2 separate regions of the Hordeum vulgare genome follow, and region 2 is linked to region 1. The links are chromatin contacts, called in public Hi-C maps. All regions are on one chromosome and are shown on one strand. Each heading gives the region's core, a stretch centred on a gene start, on an enhancer-like site or on the middle of the called end of the contact. The rest is flanking DNA. Distances are from core to core; before and after follow the strand shown. Region 1 holds the start of LOC123407403 (serine/arginine-rich splicing factor SR45a-like). Region 2 holds the start of LOC123407711 (transcription factor BHLH3-like).

Region 1 (7,530 bases), core at 1,667-4,166:
GTCAAAAAATTCTATCCCAAAGCAAAGTCTAAAATGGGATAAACAGTCTAATAGAAAGCATGAATGAAGCTTTCAGAATTCAAGATTAGCATTTCAGAGTACGCAGGACTGCAAATCATACAACATTAATGATTCCACTTCCAAAAAAATTACAATGACATAAGAAAGTACCATAACGAGAATTACGCCTTTCAGGTTCACCAGAATACCCCCTGCAAAGCAACCAGTGCAAATGAGCACATAACATGAGATAAGGAAGAACTTCACAATAATGGAATAGCATACCTGACTCCCGCTCTATTACGCATATCATCTGGCCTTTTCCGTGACTCGGCAGCAACAACAACAGTTATCTCTCGGTCAAAAAATAATGTGCGGTTCAAGTGATATTGTGCATCAAATGCATCATAAGGGTCAACAAACTCCACAAATGCAAACCCTTGGGGCTCCCTGCATATAATGATTCATTAGAAAAGGTAGGATAATATGGAAATTAATGGGATAAAAGACAAAAAAGAGGGCATGAAGTATTCATAAAGAATGTGTGTGCCTCTCATGTTACCATCATCACAGTTCAAATACAGTGTGCCCTCTATGATTCTTGACGAAGCACAGTCAACAACTTACACACATTTTCCATCAAACGTGAAGCAAGTGTTGCAAAACACAGCTATGTCCAGGTCCTAGTATCCAAGTTTCTTGTACAAATTTCTTGTATAATGACTAAGTACGGTGATCCTCATAAAGAGTATCTTCGTAAAATCATTCGCTTCAAGTCCTCAATGTTTGAAAAGTCTCAAAAGTACTTGAAATGAACTTCGCTTCATTTAATCTTCTCATGGACTACCCAATACAACTCTCTTATCTTCTCTTCACGAAACTAATTTTCTCAAAACAAATCTTTGTCTTCATAAAAGAACTTCTTCATTGGGACAAGGCTCTATCTTGCCAAGCAAATTAATTGTTAGGAATATAACAAAAATATTCTTCAACAAATCAAGGGACTTTACTTACATCAAACCGATACAATCCTGGCAACAATTTCAGAAAATAAACTATCATAGGACATGGGTGAATACGTAAGACAAGGTAGCATAAGCATTTCCAGATTAGTTAATCACACATTTTAATGACAAGAATTAATCAGTGAAGCACATGAGCAGACTACAATGACTGGAGCATTTTCATTGAGCCTAAACGCTAATGCACAAACATGGTTGCAAACCGACATCACACCAATCTGAAAGACATGCTCACAACATCTCTTCATCATAAAAATGGCTGGGAATTATACCAAGCTTATGCAACAACCATGTAGATAAGCGTACAAAGTCCTCTTTTTTATATTTCATATTATCATTGGAAAACAAGGCCAAAAGTTGTTTGCCAATTGTAAATAAATTATGCGAATACATAAAACCTACCTGGTGTAATAATCCTTTGGCAGGTACACATCCCGAACAGGACCAAACCTTTCAAAAGGAACTCTAAGATCCTCCGGCCTGCCATAGTTAAGAAAACAAAACCAAGGTCAATACCCTTGCAAAGTGAAATATTCTTCTTTCTTGAAAAAGCAGGTCATCAAGAAAGCCGTATGTATTCATGCCACAGTTTTTCTACCTGCAGCTTAATGGGATGTTGCGGACCAAGAGGCTTCCTGAACCCTGCTCCCTCCGTCCTCCATATCCCCTCCTTGGGGGACTTCTACCTCCTCCACCATATCCCCTCCTTGGGGGGCTCCGGTACTGGGGGTTGTACCTCCTAATTGCTTTGCTGTAATTACATACAGTTAAAAGATGTTAGGTGTTGGATGCTATGGCATGAAGAGTCGTAGATTGCAAACACCGAAGAAGGTAATGATGTAATATTATAGTTTGTTTGGTCGCACCACAAAAAGCACATGGATTTTCTTGATTAAGACAAAGCAAAATCTGCAAGAGGTTGAAAGTTTCCCGTGGACTTGCAGGCAAGCTAGCGCATAGGAAACTTTTCTATGATTTCCAATCCCAAGAATCAAACTTCCAGACAATGCAGCATCCACCAACCAACCCGTTGCCACGTCTAGCATGGCTGATTCCTCAGCGTGATGACTCGTGAACAGCGTGGCGAGCCTCTCGCTAATGCAAGATTCGGTGAGACCTTGAGGAGCCAAAACTGAGGACCGCGGCGGACGTTAAGGGCTTGCCACGGGAGGAACCCGCCGGATACGCCGGGGATCTAGGCCCGCACCGCAGACCTAGGGTTTCTGGCGAAGGCCCGCGCAAGCTCGCGTACACGTAGGAACGAACGCTCTCGCGAGCACGTGGATGCAGGAGGGGAGGCAGGAGAGCACGGTACCTGCCGGGGTGAGTCCAGTGATCGCCGCGAGGTTCCGCCGCAGCCGCCGATGCTGCGATTGTGTCAGGGGAAGGAAGGAGAGGGGAGACGTGGGAGGTGGATCGTACGATGTTTTTCTTTCTTTCTTGCGAGGTGGGACCGAGAGGTGGGATCGATCGATGGGAGGTCGAACCATCGCGGAGGTTGAACCATCACGACGGCACATCCTGCTTTAATAGTAGAGATTCCTAATTTTAACCAAGAAAACATTTTCCTTCAAGAAAATCCAGAAAACGGGAGCGTCTGTTACTGCCCAAAATGTAGTAATATGCAGTAGTCACTCACTAGGTAATTGCTGCCAAGAAAACACTTTAGTCCTCCGCGGCTGCCACTGCTGCTTCCTTCTCCCCTTTTCCCCCGAGAGCAGCTCTGTTTATTTTCCCGACAGCATGTTTTTTTTCCCAGAGAGCAGGTCTGTTGCCTGATGGTGCTGGGCCCAGCACCTGTTGGGCCGTTGGGCCTCGGGGGCTCCTCCCACCCCGGCCCGACACCCCACCACACAACAAGATGATACGAAACCCATTCCGGCTCGAGCACGGTCAAGCCAACCCAACCACATCGCGCACCCAGGCCAGGAGCGAGCGAGACGAGCCGCCGCCGAACCCTAGCTAGCCCCTCCCCTCCCCTCCGCCGCGGCCGCCGGAAGCCCCGCCGTCGCCGACGACTCCGTCGCAGCCGTCGTCACCGCCCCGACCCGCGCCATGGTGAGCCCCTCCCCTCCTCCCCGCCGCTGTCGTTCCCGAGGCCCCCGTTGCGGTCGATCTCCGTGCTGACGGCTGCTCCTCTTTCCTTCGCAGGCCGACTCCCCGCGCCGGAGGTAAATGGCGGCGCATGCCTCCTCGGACGCGCTTTCGCTCTCTTCGACGCCCTTCCTCCCCCTCCCCCTCTCTCTGATTCGGTGCCTGGTTTGAATACGTTCCCGTTCGTCGGTCTCCCGCCCGCCCGCTCTGATCCGGGCCAGGTTGTGATGCCGCCATGACCTAGCTTCGGTTTAGCAGGGGGTTACTTGATTTCTGGATGCTGGTAGGCGCAGGGCGACACGGGGAATCAGAGGATGCGGATCCCGTTGTCCGCCTCTTCTTTTCGGGCTCGATTCTACTACTTACTAGTTTGTGAGATTGGCTGCCTGACTGACTAGATGCGTGTTGCGTAGTATGAGATAGCCGCGGATCTAGCTATCTGCCTCTCACCCTCAGCTGGGTTGCAGGCTCTACTTGGTGAGAGTAGGCTTGCTGCCGTCTCTGCGTCTTAGTTGGTTTACGGAGCTCGTGCGGTTTTACTCTTTGTTAGAGCCCCTGATTTGCTTGTACATGTGGATGCACTGTTTCGCCCACCTGACATCTGGTATAGCTCCAGATAGTGCAAGTTTGTGATAACACCATGGTATTAGCCTACTATAGGTTTTCCGATAGGGAGCTTCAGAGTTTAAGTGGCTGCTAATAAACCTGGGTATAACGGTGTGTGAGTGTCTGATTGAGGGTCCAGATCTGAAGCCAGCTCAGCTGGGGAGGTGGGGATGTACACACACACCCATGCTCCTGTGCTAGTTTGTTTCAAATCTAGGTTGACTAGATCTGTCCTATAGAGGCTACAAGAACTAAGAGGATTTACGTGATGCTGATGCTGATGGATGAACAGGTTATCTTTATTTTGTTCGCTCAGTGTTTCATTAGGCAAGCGAGTTCATTGGACACTGAAAATAATGTTTGATTCCCGAGGACCATTTTATAAGCAGTTCATATTGTTATCTTTAATAAACTTGTAAAGTTACACCAAGGTTATGGCTGTGCTCTGCTATCTATCCTGTGTGCTATGTTCTCTTTGGCCAATCATCATGCACATTCTATAAGCAAATGTCAGGGAAGAAAATATCTTCATTATAATTAGTTAACAGTCTAGTGATAATTTCTTCCAGGTACACGAGGCCCTCAAGGTCCCCGTCACCTTATAAGGGACGCCAAAAGCAAATGTCAAGGTCAAGATCACCTGTAGCCCAATCCCAGTCTAGATCTCCATCACCTGATCCTAGATCTCAGGCAAGGTCAAGATCTCGAAGCCCTGCGAGGTGTGGACTCTTTGTTCCACGTTTTTTTTTTTGCTAATACTGCATCTACTCCATATGCTCTTCGTATTCTGTTTCTTACATCTAAAACTAAATGAAAGATTAACATGTATTCTTGCAATATCATGTACAACATGTTTGTGCTGTTGAGAGTTGTGTTCATAATAGCTAAATTTATGTTAATAGCTTGTACACTCGTGCCATAAATTCCATATAATGTTTTGTAGGATGAAAGTATGTATAAAATGGTTATAAAATTTGGTCATCCTATTATAATAGCTTATATTGTGTGTTTAGTTGAATCACTTGCTATTAGTTGTACACAATAGTTGTCATAGTTAGGCGTCATATACTCATATTATAATATCTGTGTAAGAAATGCAATCTAAGATTGTAATTGCTCCTTTGATGGGAAAGTGGAATTCTGTCCATGGAAAACGAAGTAGTTTATGGTGTGGTAATGTATAAACTTTCTGAAACGCTTAAGATAAAGGGAACACAAGATATTTTTACAGATTTTCTTGAATGGGGCATATGCTTCAAAATACTGAGTTGAACGACCAACACTTTAACATTTCACTTGAAACATCAGAAGCAGTAATTCATCATATGTTATTTGTACATGCTCATCATATGTTATTTGTACATGCTTAATCTTTTTCATTCTCCAGGGAACGGGAGCCTGAAGCTGTTAATCATGGAAATACTCTGTACATCACTGGACTTTCTTCTAGGGTGACTGATAAAGAACTTAGAGAGTACTTCAATAAGGAAGGAAAGGTTAGTTACTTGGCTTCGTGTATGTTTGCAGATTTGTTGTTCCTTTGATGTACAAAGTTGTGACATCCCCTCTTTGTCAGGTGGTTTCTTGTCATGTTGTTCTTGAACCCCATACACGTGTTTCTCGTGGATTTGCTTTCATCACCATGGACACTGTTGAAGATGCTGAACGCTGCATCAAGTACCTTAACCAGTCAGAACTGCTAGGCAGAAACATCACAGTTGAAAAGGTAATTGTTTGCGCATCCACATGGGTTGTCGTCTTGTTGGTTCAGATGTATCGATCCTTGTTATTCATGTGTGTTGACCTGGAGGTTTTTTGGTGGTTATTCAGAAGACATTGTGCATTGTGCAAGCTATGTGCCAGCAATCAAGATGCTGAGTTCATCAATTTCAACTTTAGCTCATACAGCTTGATCAATGGACAGCCCAAAGGGTTACTATGGAACACGAGATTCACAACAACTAAACGTAGCAAATTTTCAACTAAACCTGAGCATTCACCTTCAACTCCCCATCAACTAATCAACGGGCATTTCCAACACTTTAGTCAAGATGTCTGGTGACATATGCATAGCAATGTTGGATGTCTGCTAGTTGGAGTTTGTGCTCTTCATTAAGTATTTCCTCCTTGGTCCCTTAATGCAGGGTGTATATCCGCCGTAAGGGAAACTCATAATTTCCTACACAATCCAGCATGATACTTCTATTTTCCTATCTTAGCTTTCAACCTGATATTGTACTGATTGTTGTTTCAATTATTTCAGTCACGCAGAGGCCGCCCTAGGACACCAACTCCTGGAAGCTACCTAGGTATTAAAAGCAGCTGAAGCTTGTGGTCTAGCTCTTTAATCTTTGCTAATTGTTTGTATCGTATCTCAGTGCTCTTTTCTATTTCTGCATGTTCTTACTGTATGTACATATGATGTGCATATGCTTGGTTAATTACAGCTTATGGTTTACTTGCAATTTTCCTTGGTCAGGCCACCGCTATGAGCGTAGAGAGATGCAGCGTGGTGGTAGATTCCGCCGAGGAGGCTATGGTGGTCGTGACGATTATTACGGCAACAGCTATCGCAGGTCTCCGCCTCCCATGTACCGAGACTACAGGGACACCCGGGACTACCCTCCCTACAGGGACACCCGCGACTACTCCCCACCCCATAGGGATGCCCGAGACTACTATGATGGCAGGGGTGGCCGGGGCTACTCCCCCCACAGGTCTCCCCCTCCTTATGGTGGCAGAGCAAGGAGGGAGCGGTCTAGGTCGTTGCCGTATTCCCCATACCGGATGCCTGAAAGGGGCTATGGCCGCCGTGCCGGTGGTGGTGGCTATGACAGGTAAAGGGTGGTTGTTTCTTTGCGTCAGCAGAGGCCCTGTGTCAAGTTGGATAACATGCTGCGCGTGACGGGCCTCCCCTTATGTTAGATTATGTGTAAGCTGTACTGTCATGGCCTCCCATTATATGCTAGATTATGTATAAGGTGTACTGTACTGTCTTGGAACGATATATTCGTGGATTATGCGAATGTTGTACTTCCACCTAGTTTTTAACTTGACCATGAGACATGTTCGTTCTATTTGGATTCATCCTTTTAACTATTCAAAATCATGTTGCTCTGCTTCATGGCCTGAATATCCATCGTGAATTCCCGGCAGCATGGTGCTAAGTTTGATGAATGTGTGAATTCCCGGCAGCATGGTGCTAAGTTTGATGAATGTCTGGTGCTGGTAGCGTGTGAGAATGCGTTGTAGGTGAATACTCACAACATATGACAAACATATGTCATAGGTAGGCTAAAGTCGGTGAGAACCGAATGGACAAAGGAGGACGCTGGGAACGACAAAGGAGGATGCTCGGAACGAGGTTGGTACAAGTATGGAACGCACGATGTATCCAGATTCAAGGCTCTCCGTAGAGATAAGACCCATAGTTTTGCCGGAGTGTTTGATGTGTATGAATGGATTACAGGTTTGCTACTGGAGCTATGTTGGGAGGAGAAAGAGGGGAGCAGCCGGCTCGTCTCTGCCTCTCTCTATGTGGTTAGTGGGTGTGAAGTGTTGTTCGACCGACCCTCTGCATGGAGGGTGACCGAAGGGTTTTATAGACGAACCCACCGGCCTACAATATGGATAAAGGGTACAAGAGTGGGGCCCGGCTGGCAGTCTCGCCGGCTGACCAGGGGCCCATGAGAGCCTTGTCTTGTCGCTTGAGGGGCCCGTCGGCTGCATGGTCTCGATTGGCAGTGGGACCCGCCGGCTGACCAATGAAGCTCTCGCGTAAGGTTGACGCCGAGCACGCGCTGTACGT
Region 2 (7,530 bases), core at 2,745-5,244, 130 kb after region 1:
GGAGCCCTGCTGAGATTAGATCACCACCAACCTCCGGAGCGCCGTCACGCTGCCGGAGAACTCATCTACCTCTCCGTCTCTCTTGCTGGATCAAGAAGGCCGAGATCATCGTCGAGCTGTACGTGTGCTGAACGCGGAGGTGCCGTCCGTTCGGCACTAGATCGTGGGACGGATCGCGGGACGGTTCGCGGGGCGGATCGAGGGACGTGAGGACGTTCCACTACATCAACCGCGTTTCTTAACGCTTCTGCTGTGCGATCTACAAGGGTACGTAGATCGAATATCCCCTCTCGTAGATGGACATTACCATGATAGGTCCTCGTGCGCGTAGGAAAAAATTTGTTTCCCATGCGACGTTCCCCAACACTTGAAACATGCACATAGGAGAAAATTTTAATTTAACGCTTTTGCCAATGCCCACCGCTAGAGTTCACGTGGCCTCCTGTGCACGCTGCCTCGCACGAAGGACACGCCGCGTCATATTTGCGTCGAAAATGGTTATGCACATGTGGCTAGGCGCGCCAACGAAGCGGTTACGCATCCACCACGGCGTTCATATGTCAGACGAACGCACCGCCTTCTGCGTGGCAGCGGCAATATATGCATCCTTTGGGCCGAGTGTCGAATACATGCATCATTTGGGCGGACGCTATGTATGCCTGCTTGACGGAGTCCGACCGCCGGGAGGAATACTCCTCCCGAGAGCGTCGGAGCGCAATGTAGACATCTATCTCCTCCTCAGTTCCGCATGGGGTGAGCTCCTAGTCCCTAGATCGAGAGATGAAGGAATCAGATCCGCTGACCTTCATGTCGGAGATGGCCAGAAGGGAGCTTATGGTCAGGGGGAGTGGAATGCAGCTAGGGTTTCGTCCGAAGTGTGGATAGGGTTGAATATATGTAGGATCTGATGGGGCACGATGTGTTGGATGCTATGCAGTGGGCGTGTCCGTGCGTCCCTATATCTACCCCACACATGGGTTTGATATGAAGAGTGCCGGTCAGTCTAAGTGTCTGAGCTAAAATTTTCAATTGTTGATGGTGGTAATGTTGCGTCTAGGCGGTGATCTAGCAGTCCGCACGGACGCGGATGAGTATGCCGGTCCGGGTGAAGATGATATAAGGAAAGGACGTATTACTCAACAAGAAACTTGCAGCAATGCAAAAGCAAAGCAGGTCCGACTAACATAAATATTTGTATTGGATAGGTAGGAGATTATAAAACATAATTCCATTTTTTTGAAGTCTCGGAGTATGGAACGTATATGAAAAATACACAGGTGAATATAGTTCAACGTGCACCCATTTGAATGGTTAATTTGAAAAGAGAAACAAGAAAAGGTCAAAAAATATCTGAAATTTGGGGTAGCAAACTTGGTCGACAATTCTACTGGGCGTATGAGGTTTTATGAAGGAATAGCACCAGCATTTATCTTTTTTGTAAAAAAAAAATCCATGAATACCATGTATTCCCTTCATCCCATAATGTAAGTCGTTTTTGGAGTATATCATTTTTATGTGAAAGTTCATACGCCAGTATACCAATGAATCATGTATATCAAAAACATTTTTGCTATTTTTCCAAGTATTTTTTCTAAATGTACTATTCATAAGGATTCCGTAGAATCATGTTTCACAAATCCGCGCAGAAGATCCTTTCTTTTTTGGTTGTATATATCCTGAATGTTTTTGGGCATCTTGTTGATCGAGAGGCTGAGTGTAATTAGTATGCTTGATATTATTGTATTCCCTTTTCAAAAACAAATCCCCCACCATGTATTTCTTGCTTTTTACATTAGCATAGGCCATCTCACTTGCTTGTTCCCCTCTCCATTCGCCAACTCCCCGTGGATAGGAAAACCACAAGAGTTCGTAGTATAAACAAACAAGTAGGAGTAGAGTACTCCTATACCATGTCCTCATCGAAGTCACTGTAAACACACAAAATCATAGGTAGGTGACTGATGAGCAAACTTCCTTGGACCGCAGAAAACTTGGCACGCAGCACACACTTCCCAATGTGTCCACCGAGAAAACAATAACACTACTGCTGCACCTGCAAAAGAAAATTACTAATACTACTGCTGAATTGTGAAGCCACTTGGAGACATGCACGAACCATGCGGACTGCTGGAGTAGCAGTACAGTACATAGAGCGAAAACACGGACAAGAATGCGGACTGCTCATCACCATGGCCATACATGTAGCTGGCCATGCCCATGGGTCTCACTCACAATCACAATCACAACTTCACAAGCACCCCAACCGTGACGGCCTGCCTGCCTGGGTCTCTGGGTTGGTGGCCTCATCAAGATGATGACTTGCAGAAGACGGCCGTTTCTGATCGAGTCGGCGATGCAAATCATACGCCTCTTGTTCACACACACATGTCTAGGCAGTTTGTTCTATGAAAAAAAAAAGAAGAGAAAAAGGTATTGCAAATCATACGAGCCCAAGCCAGTTTGTGATTAACAACAGCCCCTCTCTCTCTCTCTCTCTTCCTAATCACCTTCAGGTCCATAATCCGAGGTGGAGGACCGGGTCCACCGTCAGGATCAAAGATCGCCAGAGGCAGGGGGGCATGGGGCGACGGAAGACACGTGGGGCCTCACCAGAGGAGGGGCCCACGGCGCAGAGTTGCCGTCTCATGTAGGCCCGGCGCATCGGTGTGTGTGTGTGTGTGACACAGCCGCTGCTTCCTCCTCCTCCCTCCCCGCAAAGGCACGGCACGGCACGGTGCTCACTCGCTGCGGGTCAAACCTCGCCACGCTCCGCACGGGCCCCGCTCCGGCCCGGCCCAGGATCCCCTGCGACCGAGGGCCCAGCAGTAACCTCCATGCAGAGGCACAAATCATCACCCATGGTCATGGAAGGATGAATTCTGCCGCACAGGATCCGACTCTGGCGTCTGCTATCAGGAATTTTAAAAAATTGAGCTGGTGCCGTCATACTAGGATTTTACTCTTTTTTAGCAGGCCATTAGCAGCAGAGACTGGTGCTGACAATGAGGGGTTATTAATTCGGATTATTTTAGATGATAGAGGTGAGTCGAAAGTTGAAACAACCCTTTTCGTTTTCAACGTGGTTGGGCGATGGATGGATGGATGGGATCAGAGTCTGTGCCTGACCGCAAGTGCAATCACCGACCGCTCCGGAAAAAAGACGGTTTTGGACCCTTCCCGTTGCCTCCTACTCGTTACGTACCCCTAAACCCCATCCACAATACTACTGTAAAAAGGTATTTTTTTAGATAAAGAGGGTTACGTTCCGGCATGTGCTTTAGCACCATGCATACGGCCTCTTCATTGCAACTAAAGAAAACATTGGTAAAAAGGTAGTATTTGCATTGCACACATGGCAAATGGCAATCTCAATCTGATATTCTTGGCATGGCGTGTGCTTTGCACTCTTCCAGGGATGAATTAAAAAAAAAACACGCTCACACACGGCAACTGGTCGCATTTTTTTCTTGGACGCAAATGATGCCCGGCCTTTATGTCCAGCAGACGCATCATGTCCGTCCATCCATCCGTCCATCCATCACCCTTTCTGCCGATTCCCTACAGCACGCACATGAGTGTAATGAGAAAAGAAAGCGAAACTAGTTCGATAGCACCACTACGTTAACGTTAGTAAGCAAGGAGGACACACATACACACCTGCTGATTCCCCTGCCACTGTTATCTCATCTTTTTCACACACCACCAGTACTAGCACTGCTAGCTCACAAGCCGCAACACTACAAACCTGGATCGTGTGTCAAGGAAGGACCTAGAGGATGGATTACATTAGATTAGATTAAGCCCAGATGGATGAAGGAGGGTGGGAAGGGAAGGCATGATTCCATTCCAATCCAATCACAATCACAATCCATCCCTAATGGAACCCCCCAAGCCTACCTTAATGCCACTGCTCACCATTCATTACCAAGGAATAATTGTCCCCCCCTTCCATCACCCCATATATTAATCCCCCCCTCACCATTGCCACCAACACAACACACCACTCCTTCTCTTCCCAACCCCCTCTCTCCATCTCCATCACTGTCAAGCAAGGGGAGCACCAAGAAAGAGGAGAGGAGAGGGGAGGAGGATGGAGCTGGATGAGCAGGCCTTCTTGGAGGAGCTCTTCTCGCTGAGGAGGGACGCCACGGCGTGGGAGTGCAATGCCATGGGGGACTTCTTCTCCCCGGCATGCGGGGCCGCCGCCATGGGTGACTGCTTCCAGGACCGCCACCAGCCCACCGTCAGCGTCCTGCCCACCTTCACCGCCTCCTACGACCCGCAGCATCAACAGCACCAGCAGGCGGGTGTGGGGTTCGACTGCCTCAGCGAGGTCTACGGCGGAGCCACGCCCTTCGCCAATGCCGTCGCCGGCGGGTACGGCGAGATGGGGTTCCTCGGCGCGATGGACCCCAAGGCGGCGGCGGAGGGGACGGCCGGCCTCGGCGCCTGCAAGGTGGAGCCCGGGCTGGCGGCGGGGGCGGACGGCGGCCCGTTCGGCCAGGGCCAGATGTCGGCGGCGCCGGCGTCGAGGAAGAAGCGGGTGGAGGGCATGCCGTCCAAGAACCTGATGGCCGAGCGCCGCCGCCGGAAGCGCCTCAACGACCGCCTCTCCATGCTCCGGTCCGTCGTTCCCAAGATCAGCAAGGTGAATGAACACCACCAAATCATCCATCTTGGCAGAACGAGGGGTGGTCCGTGGAATCTTGGGACTTGGAGTAAATCTGAATGTCGTTCTTGATTTTGGGCGTCTGTAGATGGACAGGACGTCGATCCTGGGGGACACCATCGACTACATGAAGGAGCTGCTGGAGAGGATCCGGCGGCTGCAGGAGGAGATGGACGGACCGGAGGCGGCGGCGGCGGCGGCGCCGCTGCTGAGCGTGTTCCGGGAGCTCAACCCCAACGAGATGCTCGCCAGGAACACCCCCAAGGTCAGTACAGGGATAGGATATCTTCTTCTTCTGAGAGCTTGTGTCGCCAATGGAGCAGAGAGCTGCGCCATTGCTGCCGCTGCGGCTTGAAAAATATGGCGGTGACCGAGGGATGTGTGGTTGCAGTTCGAGGTGGAGCGCAAGGAGGGGGAGGAGGGCGACACCCGGGTGGAGATCTACTGCGCGGCCAAGCCGGGGCTGCTGCTGTCGACGGTGAGCACCCTGGACACGCTCGGCCTCGACATCCAGCAGTGCGTCGTCAGCTGCTTCAACGACTTCGCCATGCACGCATCCTGCTCCGAGGTAACCAAGAACTCCTCCATCCATGACTTCATCATCCACCAGCAAACATGGATAGATTCATCTACTTCTTGAGCTACCATCATCAGCTCAGCCTCAGCTGGTCAGGTCACCATTTCCATCTCATTGATTGGAGTTTTGTGGGTGCAGATGCAGAGGGAGATGATGAGCGCGGACGCCATCAAGCAGGAGCTGTTCAAGAACGCCGGCTACGGAGGCGGCTGCTTGTAGAGAGACGGGCAAGAAGCAGCAGCAGCACCATGACCACCATGACCAGCAGCAGGAGAAGCAGGAAGGATAATAAAGTAGAAGTAGCTGTAGCTGTAGCAGTAGCAGTGAGTAGAATTAGCACTTAGCAGCTGGTAGCAGCAGTGGCGAAAAAGGCCGGGCAAAAGATTCGGGAGAGGCCCTTTTTTTCCGCAGACGATAGCCGCCGTGTCGCTCGCCGTGATCAAAATTCTCTCCTGTTAACAACAACAAAGATCGGCGAGCGCCTTTCCGATGATTGATTGACGACGACGATGATCCCCACTCTCTTTTTGCGCTTTTCCGGCCATTGTTTAGTGCTTATCACCCACCCATGTCGCTGTGCCGCGGTACCAAATCGGCCCAAAAGAAAGAGAAAGAGAAAGAGAAAGCGAAAGCATCTTGGGTTGGGTCGTGCCGTGCTCCTGTTGTTTGACATCGTCATTGCTGGGCACCAGCTGATGCATACTGTAGTGATGAATCGTCCATGCATGCATGCATGCATGTATGTACAGGCGGCGGCAGCAGCAGCAGCAGCGACGTTGCTTGCTTTGCTTTGCGTTGGCGTCCTCGCTGAAGTTCATGATGATGATGCCGCTGGAGAAGAAGAGGACATGGATGGATGGCTGGCATGAATTGGGACGTGGCATGGCAAGAGAAAGTCTCTCCCCCGTTTTGTTCTTCTAATGATGATGACGATGGCATGGGTGTGTGACTGGGGCACTGGATGGAGAAAGAAAGGTTCCCTCCATTTTTGTTCTCCTCTGTGCGCGCGCGTGTGTGTGTGTGATGATGATGATGATGAAGAAAAGGATTTCGGCACCTAGAAGGACCCCCGATCTTTGACATTGGACAATGTATGTTGGGCGCCTCCGTTCACCCGTTGCTTTGCGTTGCTCCTCAAATCTTCACTGATGACGATGAAGAATTGAAGATGATGATGATATGGGCGTTGCATTGGGAAAACGAAACTTCTCCCAATAAATAATGGCGATGATGAAGTCATGGATGGATGAGTGTGGCATTGTATAAAATAAATACTCCCTCTGTCATGGTTTAGAAGACGTGCTTGGTAATTCTCTAGACCTAGATGATTATTGATTGGCCGTAGGATGAGTTAAAAAATAGCATTCACACTACGCATGCATATAGGGGGTGTTTGTTTCCAGAGACTTTTTGGTGTAGGGACTAAAAAAAGTCCCTTTTAGTCCCATGTGAAACAAACAGGAGGGACTTCTTTTATGGACTAAAAGAGAGTATTTGGAACTAAAGAAAGAAGTCCATATGGGAGGGTCTTTTGGGGACTTTTTTAACACGTTTTCCAACACTACCCCTACTTTTAGCATGTCATTTAATAACTTCTAGTATATTACTAGGGGTAACATAGTCTTTTTGCATGTCATTTAATGACCTCTAGTCCTTATTTAGTCCATGAAAACAAACATGTAGGGACTAGTGACTTTTTTAGTTGGGACTAAAAAAAATCAGGGTCATAGAAATAGTACAACGGACTACTAATTAGCTGCTAGGAGTAAATGCAATGCATCTTAAACTTTGTCTATTATAGAAATGCACGTAAATTTAACCGTGCCTTCTAAATCGTGACGAAGGTATAGTAATAATATTTACCGCCATTTATGAGAACAATTATGGTGATGACGAAGGTGTAGAAAAACAAAGTTCACCTCCATTTTCCTCCCCCTCTCCGCAAGTGTGTGTGTGTGTGAGTATTAAGAGACGAGGAGGACCGGTGGCACTTGTCGTATCCCTTGGCATTGTTGGCCGGATGAGGCCGGGGACCGATCAGTTAAGTAATCGCCGAGCAGGACCATTGACCCCTAATTTACACGCTCTAGACTAGACCACCGGCCTGGACAGCCGAAAAGACAAAGATCGTGTCGGTAAAAGCAGCCCGGCCAGCATATGCAAGCCCAATCATCAGCCGCTCCCACAACTACTAACTAGCCTCTCATCAGCCTATAAGATCTCTTAGTATTAGTATATGATTGATGATCAATTTGCAAGGAAGCAGGTCTGCATTTTGTAATGC

What was found. A called contact is a pair of places that touch in the nucleus more often than the background predicts.
Region 2: a contact with region 1 is called in a Hi-C map of seedling, with 3 times the contacts expected there. The contact joins the promoter of LOC123407711 here to the promoter of LOC123407403 in region 1. A contact is called at or near these places in 2 of 6 Hi-C or Micro-C datasets (leaf and seedling) and 1 of 1 datasets of contacts at active chromatin or transcription factors (embryo).

The regions. Positions count from the first base shown.
Region 1 is chr7H:621,408,371-621,415,900 of MorexV3_pseudomolecules_assembly, forward strand. It overlaps LOC123407403 (serine/arginine-rich splicing factor SR45a-like), which reads left to right and starts at 2,917. Exons shown (of 7, transcript XM_045100524.1): 1 at 2,917-3,080; 2 at 3,174-3,193; 3 at 4,292-4,441; 4 at 5,110-5,218; 5 at 5,299-5,448; 6 at 5,986-6,031; 7 at 6,202-6,855. The coding sequence starts at 3,078. The coding sequence ends at 6,563. LOC123409579 (serine/arginine-rich SC35-like splicing factor SCL30) reads right to left here and starts at 2,512. Exons shown (of 7, transcript XM_045102443.1): 1 at 2,289-2,512; 2 at 1,621-1,773; 3 at 1,425-1,502; 4 at 286-450; 5 at 172-212. The coding sequence starts at 2,512.
Region 2 is chr7H:621,540,965-621,548,494 of MorexV3_pseudomolecules_assembly, forward strand. LOC123407711 (transcription factor BHLH3-like) reads left to right here and starts at 3,995. Exons shown (of 4, transcript XM_045100902.1): 1 at 3,995-4,648; 2 at 4,758-4,934; 3 at 5,061-5,237; 4 at 5,385-5,759. The coding sequence starts at 4,091. The coding sequence ends at 5,465. It overlaps LOC123407712 (a long non-coding RNA gene), which reads right to left and starts at 3,881. Exons shown (of 2, transcript XR_006612663.1): 1 at 3,658-3,881; 2 at 3,322-3,558. LOC123407935 (serine/threonine-protein kinase ATR) reads right to left here. Exons shown (of 16, transcript XM_045101186.1): 16 at 7,453-7,530.